Regions from separate parts of the Oryctolagus cuniculus genome. Here region 1 is linked to region 2. A link is a contact called in public Hi-C data. All regions are on one chromosome and are shown on one strand. The core of a region is the stretch at or near the end of the contact, and the rest is flanking DNA. Distances in the headings are between cores, read along the strand shown.

What was found. Hi-C and Micro-C count contacts between places; a contact is called where the count stands out from the background.
Region 1: a Hi-C map of psoas muscle shows a contact between it and region 2, with 2.6 times the contacts expected there. The contact joins two enhancer-like sites. A contact is called at or near these places in 2 of 6 Hi-C or Micro-C datasets (psoas muscle and an unstated tissue).

The regions. Positions count from the first base shown.
Region 1 is chr17:45,039,712-45,045,664 of mOryCun1.1, forward strand. GIT1 (GIT ArfGAP 1) reads right to left here. Exons shown (of 21, transcript XM_051824591.2): 5 at 5,752-5,953; 6 at 5,574-5,668; 7 at 5,195-5,237; 8 at 3,708-3,734; 9 at 3,520-3,568; 10 at 3,113-3,185; 11 at 2,710-2,807; 12 at 2,349-2,460; 13 at 2,137-2,270; 14 at 1,880-2,032; 15 at 1,556-1,789; 16 at 1,426-1,479; 17 at 1,256-1,342; 18 at 1,072-1,145; 3 more. The coding sequence ends at 296. Among named protein-coding and RNA genes, the nearest start is that of GIT1, 9.9 kb to the right of the region's middle. Within about 2 kb of position 4,055, at least 3 of the 8 cell types and tissues checked have an H3K27ac peak or open chromatin away from gene starts, as enhancers often do.
Region 2 is chr17:44,814,561-44,820,586 of mOryCun1.1, forward strand. All of the region lies in intron 1 of NUFIP2 (nuclear FMR1 interacting protein 2), which reads right to left. Among named protein-coding and RNA genes, the nearest start is that of NUFIP2, 27 kb to the right of the region's middle. Within about 2 kb of position 2,716, at least 1 of the 8 cell types and tissues checked has an H3K27ac peak or open chromatin away from gene starts, as enhancers often do.

The sequences.
Region 1 (5,953 bases), core at 2,805-5,304, 230 kb after region 2:
GGCTGAGGGTGCTGGGAATGACGCCTTGCAGGCCCCTGCACGCTAGGAGGGAGGGGCGCTATGTACAGGGAGGGAGGTACATGGAATGTGGGGGACAGAAGGTCCTGCCACCCCACCTCCCCATCCTTGGGGGCTTGAAAGGGTGGGCACCAGGGCGCCTGGCTGCCAGAGGAGGGCGGCAGCACTAAGGGCACTTGTGCCAGTGGCTCTGTGGGGTGGGGATTAGTGTCTGGAGTGGCCCAGCTCCCGTGGCCAGTGAGGTCCCAGGGTGCAGGTAAGGGTGTAGGGAGAGTGGTCACTGCTTCTTCTCTCGGGTGGTGATGGTGACCAGCTGCTTGGCAGCCTTGGCAATGTCGTAGGCGCACTGGATCACCTGCTGAGTCAGCAGCTGGAAGTCCACGGGGGCGCCAGGCTCCGGCGGCACCGTCTTCCGGCACTCACTCTGCAGCCGGTAGGCGCTGGCGTTGAGCAGCCGGAGGGAGCTGCGCACCGGCTCCAGGGCTGGCCTCTGCAGGGAGACGGGAGGCCGGGCCTTGGACTTTAAGCCCAGCACATCTGTGCCTCTGCCCAGGGAGCTGTCACGTTGTCCACGTCTGCCCCACCCCTCGGGCTCCCACTCTGACCCCTGTACCTTTGGGAAGAGAGAGGCCATCTCGGTCACAGCCAGATGGATCTTCTCTGAGCAGGGCACAAAGCTGGAGGGAGGGCAGAAACGAGTGGGCTCTCCGGGCTGGTTTCCAGGGACGCTGGGGGCTGCCTGCCCCTCCCCCCTCTCCTGCGGCAGGCCTGCCGGCATACCTGTCATGCTTGAACTCCTGGGCCGCCCGCAGCAGCTCCTGGATGTTCTTGGTGACCTGCTCTGTCTTCAGAATGACGTCCTCTGTGCTGGGCAGCCCGGGGTCCAGGTCCCCGTCCAGGCTCTCCAACTCCGGGTGCAAGTCCTCCTCTTTGCCTAGCTCCAGAAACCGCTTCCCTTCCAGCCTGTCCCGGGGTCAAACACGAGGGACGTTTGGTCCCAGCGCTGACCTGGGGCGGGGTGGGGGGCTGTGGTGCAAACCCCAGGGCGCTCACCCCAGCAGTGGGTCCCCGCTCTGTGTGTTCTCATAGTCGCTGTCAGCACCGCTGCCGTGGCGCGAGAGCTTGCTCTGAAGGGGGTGGAGGGGCAGGGGGTGAGTGCTCCAGACTGGCCTGGGCCCACACGCCCCCGCCCCCAGTCGCCCCCAGCCCCCTTTGGGTACTGGGCGGCGGGCGTTACCGCGTGGCGGCTTCCTTCCTGGGAGCTGGACAGAAGCGGGGAGGAGGGCGTGAAGGGCACGGCTGAGGCAGACACCCCCTTCCGGATCTGCAAGGCAGGGCGGGGCTGGAGTCAGCGCCTCCCCCACCCCCCGCAGCGTGCCCAGTGTGACCGCCCCAGGCTCTGCTTACCCGGTAGAGGCCAGCAGGGACATGCACCGAGTACATGGTGTCGTCCTCGAGCTCCTGCGGGGTCAGCACAGCGGCGTCAGGGCTCGCCTCCGGTGCCCCCGCCCCCGCCCCGAGGCCCGCGGGCACTCACGGAGCTGTGGAACGGCTGCAGCCGCGTGCTGAGCTCGTCCGCAGGCGCGCCGCCGCCGAAGGGCTTCAGGGCAGAGCCCGGCTCGTACATGGAGAAGGCCTGGCGGTCCCTGCGGTGGGTGCTCCCGCCGGGCCCCATGGGGGTGTGTTCCGCCCGCTCACTGGGGAGCGGGGGTGTGGGCGCCGGCCCCGGGGGCTGCCGCAGCTGCAGGTTCTCTGCCTGCAGCTTGTGGATCTGCAGGTGGACACCGGTGTGTCGGCCGCGGGGCGCAGCCGGGCCCCCTCCCGCTACAACCCCGGCCGTGGCCATGGTGACAGCGCTGACCTCCCTCTGTAGCCGCCGGAGCTCGTCGCTCAGGCTGCTGTTGACCTTCATGAGCTGCTGCACTTTGGCCTCCGAGGTGGCCAGGGCCTTCTTCAGCTCCAGGTACTCCTGCAGCGTCACCGCCCCGTCCGACAGGTCCGAGGAGTCCATGCTCTGTGGGGAGACACGCCGGCCGTCAGCCCTCGGGCGCAGCCCGGGGCTCCGGCGATCCCTGCGCTGGGAGGAGGTAGAGCTGGGGCCGGGGGCAGTGCTCAGACCCGGGCGCGGTTGTTCCGGGTGGCGCCGGCACTGCGCAGGGGCTCCTGGTCCGTGTCCTCGTCAGAGGCTACGCTGTCGTAGTCGTGCTGGTCGTCCAGGTCGCTCTGGCTCCGTGCAGACAGCTCGAGGTGGTCTGAGGGCACAGGGCCTGTCACTCGGGGCGCCTCCCCTGGGCTGTCTCCCCAGGCAGGGGGAGCCGCGCCCGCCGCACCTGTCGGGCTGCTCAGGCTCTTTCCCTGCTGCCTCCGCTTGGCCTCGCTGAGAATGTCGATGATCAAGGTGGCAAACTCGCGGGCGTTGAAGCGGGCCAACTTCTGTCGCCCCTGCAAGGCAGGGAAGACCACGCTGACCCCTAACTGGCAGTGACGGGGCCGCCAGGCACTGCCCTGCCACCCGCCTGAATCAGGGCTGGTCCGTCAGGGCCCCGCTGGGAAGAGGCCAAGTACTCAAAGTAACAACGTCTTCCTGGTTCCCCAACCCCAGCTCAGCGAGGGGCGAGGGTGGGCAGGAGCCCAGTCCCAGAGCGCTGAGGAAGGGCAGGGCTCCTGGGGACGGAGAGACCACCCTCTGACCTGATTCCGGGTAGCCGAGTACTCCGGGTTAACCGGCAGGAAGGGCACGGCGCTGCGCTCCGTCACCAGTGTGCTGTGGTTCTGGGTGGCCAGCCACACTGTGGGGGAGGGACAGAGAGGCCATCAGCATGGTGGCCGGGCCTCCCCATGCCCACCGAGCCTGCTCAACAGAGCGGTAGGCTTATGCAGGATGAGGCTGGCGGGGGACTAGGCACAGAACAACGCCCACCCCGCCCTCCATCCAGCAGCCCCAGTTCAGGCTGGAATCTGGCTGTGGCCAGGAGGCAGTGACGTGGGGGGCAGAGGGGAGGGAGGAGCGGGGACGCGGCCAGGCACCTCTTCTGGGTTCCACTGAGGGCCCAGCAGGGGAGGCACTCGGGCCGACCGCCATCCCCGAACTTACCCGCGTCATTCTCTCTCCGGTCTACCTCGTCATACACGTCCATGGCAAGCTCTTCAAAAAGCCGGTTGCTGAGCTGGAGGCAGAGAGGGATGAGATTCTGTCAGATCACTGGCCCCAGTGCTGGCCAGGCCAGCTGGCTAGGATGGCGTGAGGCAGGGGAAAGGCTCGTGTCCTTGCTGCCACCCAGCCCCGTGTTCTGAGACCTGGAAAACAAGGCAGGGGCTTGGGTCCAAGCTCCAGGGAGGGCGAGGACAGAAGGGAGCAGGACTACTTGATTCCTCGTAGGTCAGAGGTGGGGCTAAGGCCCTGGGAGCCCTAGCACATGGAAGGCAGAGCCGAGGTCCAAGACAGGAAGGGTGCAGGGGCGGGGGGGGCTAGTGGGGGGCTCCGAGCATCAGGGTGCTCACCGCCTGCAGCTTCTTCTTTGCAGCTTTTGCCAACTCAGACAGGTCCAGGCTGGGGACGAGGAGGGGAGACGCAAGGGAAAGAAGGGCCGTGAGAGGTGGCCAGGCCCCTGTGGTGACCTCCCAGGCATGCAGGGCTCCCAGGCAGACAGGACCGCGACGCCCGCGCCCGCCCGCCACAGCCTCTATACCTCTGAGACATGCACTTTTGCCGAGACCTAAGTCCAGAGGAAGGCAGCAGAGGGAAGAACAGGACAGCAGCTGTTACCCAGCAGCAGGGCCGCTCGCGCCGCCTCGGGAGGAGCTGGCACTCTCGGCACGCACCCCGACCCTGCCTGCTCTGTCTGGGGCCCCTTCACGGGCTCTCGGCTACCTCGGGAGCACCTCGGCATCTCCCGCCCCAGGTGCTGCGCCGTTCCCTCTCGCCTGGGCGCCTTTCCCACCCAGTGGCACCACCCTCACTGTAGGGACCCAACATTCCAACAGTGCACAGGGCACGCCTCAGCCCTGCCTCCACCGAAAGCGAACTTCTAAGTACGGGCTGGATGCCTTGCACGCATCATCTCACTTAATCCTCTCAACAGCTCTGCCAGTCCCTCCTCAGATGAGGTAGCCAAGACGGGCTGAGCGTCCTGCCTCCAGTCCCACAGCCCATGGACGGCACAGCTGAGCCCACACGCCGGGCCTGGAACCCGTCTGCCCTGGGAATGGCCTGGGCTCTTGCCCTGGCTGTGTTCCTGAGACTCCCGCCCCATCCCGGGTGGTATTTCCAACCCCTGTGCCTCCTGCCGTCGGCAAGAGCTGCAGTGACGGGCAGCCTCCCTAGCTGGAGCAAGAGCAGGGAACATGTCAGACATCCGCCTGTGACTGCAGTGCCCAGAGTAGCTGCTGGCTCTGAGAAGGTGCACGGCCCATGTTGCACTGAGCGCGTGCCCACAAGTCGGGCTTTTTGCCGCACACACAAGGCAGAATCAGACCAGAGCAATGGGGAGAGTCTCAGAACAGGACGTCTGGGTTGAGGGATCCCTGCTGCCCAGGCCTGACCCTCTGCATCTGTTCACACCAGCTCCTAGGGGAGGGAGCAAGCTCCTCTCCAGTTACAGCCTGGCAGTGGAACACCGCCGCGGCCAGAGATGGCCACCAGGTGGCACTAGCATGCATCTCCTGAGCTGGATGAGTGCCTGGGGTGTCCTTACCACCTGGGGCTCTCCCAGCCTCTCAGATCAGAGGCGGGAACACCTCACTCAAACCCTGTGCCATGCATGGCCCTTGCCTGATTTCTGAGTGTGCGCCCAGGGCCTGGGCAGTAGCCGCAGAGCGGGTCAATCCCTGGAGCCTACCATCTTTCACTACGGAACAGAGGTTTGTGTAAGGTGGGGTCAGAGCCCAGCAGCCACCCTCCCAGCAGAGAGGCCCTCCTTGTGCCCTGGGCAGTCAAGCGGCTCAGGTGGTGCTGGTCGTGTACTGAGCTGGCAATCCTTACCTGCCGTTGGGCCCAGCATTAGGAGTGAAGACTAGGCTCTGAAATACCTGTGCCTCCAGCCCCCCGACAGGATGGGGGTGGGGTGGGGTCCCAGGCCCCTGAAACCAGGGGAGAGGATGGGGTGGGGCCTCTGGGGGTCAAACGTCCGCATGGCATCCAACAGCCTTTGGGAAGGGGCGTCAGGTGGGCACTCACCTGTCAGCCATCTGTGGGATGATGTAATGCCCATTCTTGTGATCTGAACAAAAATAAAAATGCCAAGTCACTGGTGCTGGGTGGCCTCAGCAGCTGGGAGCCCACCCCACTGCCACAAGCAGGGCTTGGCACCCAGAAGTGTCGGGGGGGAAGGGGGAGGGCAGGCCACCCCAAGAGCGCTGGGAGCTGGCTGGAAGTTAGGCCCACCCCCACTCTCTGGCCCCAACCTGCTGCAGCCCAGAGCCTGCAGCAATTTCACAGGAGCCAGTTGCCTAGCAACACTGTTCCCCAGCCGGCTTTGTCACCATGGCACCTGCTGCTGGGGTGTGTCTGGGTCCCACCTGCCAGGCCCAGCCAGACCTGCCCGTGCTCTGCTCACCCGGCTTACGTCCACAGAGGTAGAAGGCCAGCCGGTCAGTGAGCTCATACTGGCACTCGACTAGCCTTTCCGCCAGTTCATGGTGCCCGGCCTGCCTGTGGGGAGGGGTATGGCTCAGCCCTGCAGCAGCAGCCCACTGCCCCCACCGGCCAGGCCTCACCCCCTGGCCGACCCTCACCTGGCATAGTCGATGGGTGTGCGGCCATTAACGTCGGGGGAGCCAGGGTCAGCCCCGTACACGACCAGCAGCTCTGCCTGCAGCGTCTGCCCTGCCTTGGCAGCCACGTGCAGGGGTGTGGTGCCCTTCTCTGGGTGGAAGAAGTTGGCCTGGGCGCCCAAGGACAGCAGGCGCAGACATGTCTCCAGGTTGCCGGTCCGCA
Region 2 (6,026 bases), core at 1,466-3,965:
ATGGCAGGGGCCCAAGCACTTAGGCCATCTTCAGTTGCTTTCCCAGGCACATTGGCAGGAAGCTGGATCACAAGTGGTCTGGACAGGCAGCCAGGACTGGAACCAGCACTCATATGGGATGCTGGCATTGCAGGCGGCTGCTTAACTTGCAGTGGACTCCTCATTTATTCCTTTGAGATAAGTATTATTCCTTTTTTTTTTCTTTTTTTTACAGGCAGAGTGGACAGTGAGAGAGACAGAGAGAAAGGTCTTCCTTTTGCCGTTGGTTTACCCTCCAATGGCCGCCGCGGCCGGCGCACTGCGGCCGGCGCACCGCGCTGATCCGATGGCAGGAGCCAGGTGTTTCTCCTGGTCTCCCATGGGGTGCAGGGCCCAAGCACCTGGGCCATCCTCCACTGCACTCCCTGGCCACAGCAGAGAGCTGGCCTGGAAGAGGGGCAAGCGGGACAGAATCCGGCGTCCCGACCGGGACTAGAACCCGGTGTGCCGGCACCGGAAGGCGGAGGATTAGCCTAGTGAGCCGTGGCGCCGGCCCGGAGATAAGTATTATTTCTTATTTGAATTTCACTCCTGAGGAAACTGAGGTCTAATGACTTTCAGTAACCAGAGAGCTACACAAATAGCCAGTCAGCACAATCACCCTCAGGTGTGCACTTGTAATTTGATGCAAGCATAGGCATGCATACAAATGCAAAGATATTTACATATCCATTGTTGCCAGTCTCACATTTCCTGGCCCTTCTACCTGGGGTTGAGGATGCTGCAATAGCACAGTGACTTTAGCAGAACTGGCTGGAGAAGCATTCACTCAGCCAGAACCAGTGTGGCTATTTCATTGAAGAGAGTGATACATTGCAAGAGGCACAGCTCTGTCTCTAACCTGCCCAAGAGCCTAGAGTAAGTTATTTAACTTAGCCTTGGGGCCTCAGTTTCCTCATCTGTAAAATGAGGGGGCTAGTTCTGTTATCCCTCTATTCAGCTCTGAATCTAAACAACCCTTGGGCCTTCTTCTGCCTTCCTACTACCTCACAGCAGTGCTGTACAAACGCTTTTGCCCCCATGGCAACAGCCACTCCACTCTCAGCAGCCCTGGTATGCAGCTCTACTCTAGCATGCAGTACTATTTCCATCACAAATTCCTGGATGAATAGAGGGCTTGGATGGGGGAGGGATCTGTCGGTCAGAAATCTTAAAGCCCCTGGCTTTAAAAGAAATTGTGGAATAAATTGTCTGTGGGTGGTATATATGTGTGAAGTCAGAAAAGCATCAGTGTTTAATTCATAAAATCACAATATTGGGAGGTAGAGAAGCTTTCTTAGCTGAGATGAGATTTAAAGGGTCACTTTGCCACTAAGTGCTGAGTCAATGAGTGGAGGAGATGGTGACCCAAGTTCTTTAAAACTGGAGAGGATGCCAAAGGGATATTGCCAGTGGATATTTAAATCAATCTGAACTTTTGAGAAGCAATTCCAGTATTTGTTTCTAAGCTGCATAGATTAATAAGACTCCTAAGATGGATATTATCAGAGCTGTATCTTAAAACATGAGGACTCTGGGGGCATAGGGACTGGCTATAAAGTAGTGAAAGAGAATATCTCTTTAAAGAAAGCAGGAGACATTCTTGCAAAGCTTGCCCTACATGAAGGTACTTCAAAAAGACTGCAGAACATGGAATTAAAAGATAAGTTAGGGGTGGGTATTTAGCACAGCATTTAGGATACCCACATCACATATCAGAGTACCTGGATTCAAGTCCTGACTTTGCTTCTGATCCCAGCTTCCTGCTAGTGCAACTCTGAATGGCAGCAAGCAATGGCTCCACTACTTGGGTCCCTGTCATCCATGTGAGAGACAAAGATGGACTTTGGGCTCCTGGCTTTAGCCTAGCCCAGCCCCTGCTATTGCAGGCATTTGGGGAGAGGACTAACAGATGGAAAACCTCTGTCTGCCTGTCTCTGTCTCTGCCTTCCAAATAAAATGAAAATAAAAATAAAATATAAGATGTTCATTTTGCTGCAACAAACAATCAAAATCCAAGGCAGGTATTGTGGCACAGTGGGTTGGGCTGCCTCTTGAAGACGGCTGAATCCTGTGCCTGGTCGGAGTCTCAACTGCTTCCACTTTAATCCATCTCCCAACTAATGTGTCTGGGAGGCAGCAGATGATGGCTCAAGTACTTAAATCCTACCAAGAATGCAGGAGGGTTGAATGGAGTGCCTGTCCTAGCTTTGGCCTGTCCTAGTCCTGGCTGTTGTGGGCATTTGGGGAACGAACCAGTGGATGGAAGATCTCTCTTTCTCTGTCTCTCCCTCTCTCTGTTGCTCTGCCTTTCAAATAAATAAATAAATCCTTTTTTAAAAATTGAAATTCATGCCTTCTATTTTCAAGCCTTTGCAAAGTTGTTTTCGGTGTCTGGTGCTCAAATGGTGAAAGGGTGATGATGATGACAATGAAATTCACAGAGAAGAGGAACTTCTGTTTGTTCTCCCTCCACATTGCTTCCTTAAATTTGAGGCAAAGGAGGCCTTATCCTTTTCACAACTCAAATGTGAAGGAAGCAGATGCGTACTAGGACTTTAATAAGTTTAAAGAATCATCTTTCTGAGAGGGAAGGGTTCCAAAAGCGCAATGCGCACTTCACCAGGTTCCCACCTGAGGGCAGCAGTGTTCGCTTTTGCTGATTCCTCATGGCTGCTGACAGAGATCTGCACAGCAAGGGCGCTCCAAAGCGACCCAGAATGCAGTTGTCAGTTGAGAGGTTGGGAACCAGGCTGGTAAGAGTTCCCGGAAGACAGCTGTCACTCAGAGCCATAGCTGTGTCAGTGAGCTAGGGGAAATCGGGATGAATGGATACTCTGCTGGAAACTGAGCAACAAAACTTCCTGAGCCATACAGGAGGAATGACTTTGAGGGCAAATCAAAGCTGCCTGGTCCTTACTAACCTGTGGGGTTAGAGCTTGAGCTTGCTGTTTTTCCTCTTGCCACTAGAGGACAGAGTATGAAAAAAAAAAAAAAGATCAGGGCATCCTCATTCTTAAACTGGTGATTTAGCTTTGGAGGAACTTTTATTTTTTTTTAAAGATTTTATTTATTTATTTATTTGACAGGTAGAGTTACAGACAGTGAGAGGGAGAGACAGAGAGAGAGGTCTTCCATCTGCTGGTTCACTCCCCAAATGGCCACAACGGCGGGAGCTGGACTGATCGGAAGCCAGGAGCCAGGAGCTTCTTCCGGGTCTCCCAAATGGGTGCAGGGACCCAAGGACTTGGGCCATCCTCTACTGCTATCCCAGGCCATAGCAGAGAGCTAGGGCCGGCGCCGCGGCTCACTAGGCTAATCCTCCGCCTAGCGGCGCCGGCACACCGGGTTCTAGTCCCGGTCGGGGCGCCGGATTCTGTCCCGGTTGCCCCTCTTCCAGGCCAGCCCTCTGCTGTGGCCAGGGAGTGCAGTGGAGGATGGCCCAGGTGCTTGGGCCCTGCACCCCATGGGAGACCAGGAAAAGCACCTGGCTCCTGGCTCCTGCCATCGGATCAGCGCGGTGCGCCGGCCGCAGCGCGCCGGCCGCGGCGGCCATTGGAGGGTGAACCAACGGCAAAGGAAGACCTTTCTCTCTGTCTCTCTCTCTCTCTCACTGTCCACTCTGCCTGTCAAAAATTAAAAAAAAAAAAAAAAAACAAACATAGCAGAGAGCTGGATGGGAAGAAATGCAGCCAGGACTAGAACCAGTGCCTAATATGGGATGCCAGCACCGCAGATGGAGGATTAACCTACTGAGCCACAGCCCCGGCCCCTGGAGGAATTTTTAAGTGTTAGAGAGGAAGCTGATATGCCAATAAGTCCAAGCTATTTCCCTGCTCACATATTTTCAGTGGCTCCCTGAAGTCTCCAGAATAAAGTCTAAACTGATGAGAATAGCATACAAGGCTCATTCCAAATTGTCCTTGGTCTTCCCTCCAAACTTCACCCTATGGCTCCCTGCTCCCCATCTAACACACAATCCTTTGTAGACACACGGGGTATTCAAAATGTTCAATTAAATGGAATGAAAAGATAAGTTTCTTTTGCTGCAGAAAGGTTCTGAACTCCATGCATATGTTGGGTCTTCACAGAGTTCCTGGAGGGGCAGGCACTCAGCACAGCAGTTAAACTGCCACTCAGGATGCTCGCACCTCATTTTGGAGTGCTTAGGTTCAGGTCCCAGTTCCACTCCCTGTCCAAGCTTCCTGCTTAAACAGACCCTGGAATCAGCAGGTGATCAGCAAATGATGGCCCAAGTAGTTGGTTCCCTGCCACCCACATGGGAGACACAGATGGAGTTCAAAGCTCTTGGCTTCAGCCTGGCCCAGTCCTGGTTATTGCAAGCATCTGGAGGAGTGAACTAGTGATGGAAGATCTCTCCCCCTCTCCCCTCAACAAGAAATATATCAAAATTAAAGAAAAAAAGTTCATGGAAATGTGTATAATGAAAAGCCACAAGTGGATTTCAAAATATTTTTATGGGGCTGGCACTGTGGCAAAGCAGGTAAAGCTGCTCCTGCAGTGCTGGCATCCCAATGGGAGCCAGTTCGAGTCCCAGCTGCTTCAGTTCTGACCCAGCTCTCTGCTATGGCCTGGGGAACCAGTAGAAGATGACCCAAGTCCTTGGGCCCCTGCACCTGTGTGGGAGACCCAGAAGAAGTTCCTGGCTTCTGGCTTCGGATCGGCCCAGCTCTGACAGGGCCACTGGGGGAGAGAGCCAGCAGATGAAAGATTTCTCTCTTTCTCTCTGCCTCTGCCTCTGCCTCTCTGTAACTCTGCCTTTCAAGTAAATAAATACATCTTTAAAAAATATTTAAATATTTTTACACCCAAATAAACCTCTTTGAATTCAATTTTTCCATGAACTTTTTGAAAAGCCTTTGTGTGGTAGAAGGAGTGTAGGCACTGGAGATAAGCAAAAGTCACTGAATTACCTCAGATTACTTCTTTTTCATCTCTACCACATTCAGCTCATCACTGATTCACATTCACTCTATCTCAAGATTTTATTTATTTATCTGAGAGACAGTGTTACAGACAGGGAGGGAGAGACAGAGAGAATGGTCTTTCATCTACTGGTTCACTCCCCAAATGGCCACAATGTCTGGAGCTGAGTCAATCCAAAGCCAGGGGCCAGGAGCTTCCTCTGGGTTTCCCACGTGGGTACAGGGGCCCCAGCACTTGGGCCATCTTCCACTACTTTCCCAGGCCATAACCAGAGGGCTGGATGGGAAGAGGAGCAGCTGGGACTAGAACTGGTGCCCATATGGAATGCCGGCTCCGCAGGCAGTCTTAGCCTATTAAAGCACAGCACCAACCTTTCATTCTGTCTCTTAGGTAATAAGCCCTATGGGGGCAGGAATCATATATAACTTGTTCACTGTTACACCCTTAGGGCCTAGCACTCTTCCTGGAAGTTCACTAAACATTTACTGATCACAATAAGACATGAATAATTATAGCCATGTCACTGTTACCATTCTAGTCCAGGTTACTGCCATCTCTCACCTGGTCATAATAGCATCCCAAGTGCCAAGTGATCCCCTACTATACCTGTTTCCCCCTGTAATCCATTTTATATTCTGCAGCAAGAGTGATCTTTCTGAAAAGCAAATATGCTGAAAAACTTGCAAAGATTTTCCATTGGTCTTAAAATAAATACCGTGATATCCTCAACATGGCCCACAAAATAAATATAATTTAGTTGTTAATAGTTTGGGCTATTGCTAGTTATGTGATCATAAGGTTACTAACTCTCACTAAGGTTTGGTTTCCTCATCTGAAAATGTAAACAGTAATTATTCATACCTCATAGAGTTGTGGGGAGGATTAAATAAGCTAACATAAATAAAATGATTAGCACATTGCTCAGTTCTGTGTTCAGTAATTGGAAGCCACAATTATTAGAACTTTAATGAGGTAGTCCCTGCCTATCTCTTGCTATTCCCCTTCATTTTCTGACAGCCTGTGAAGGTTCTTTCAGATCCTGGAATGTGCCATGCATCACC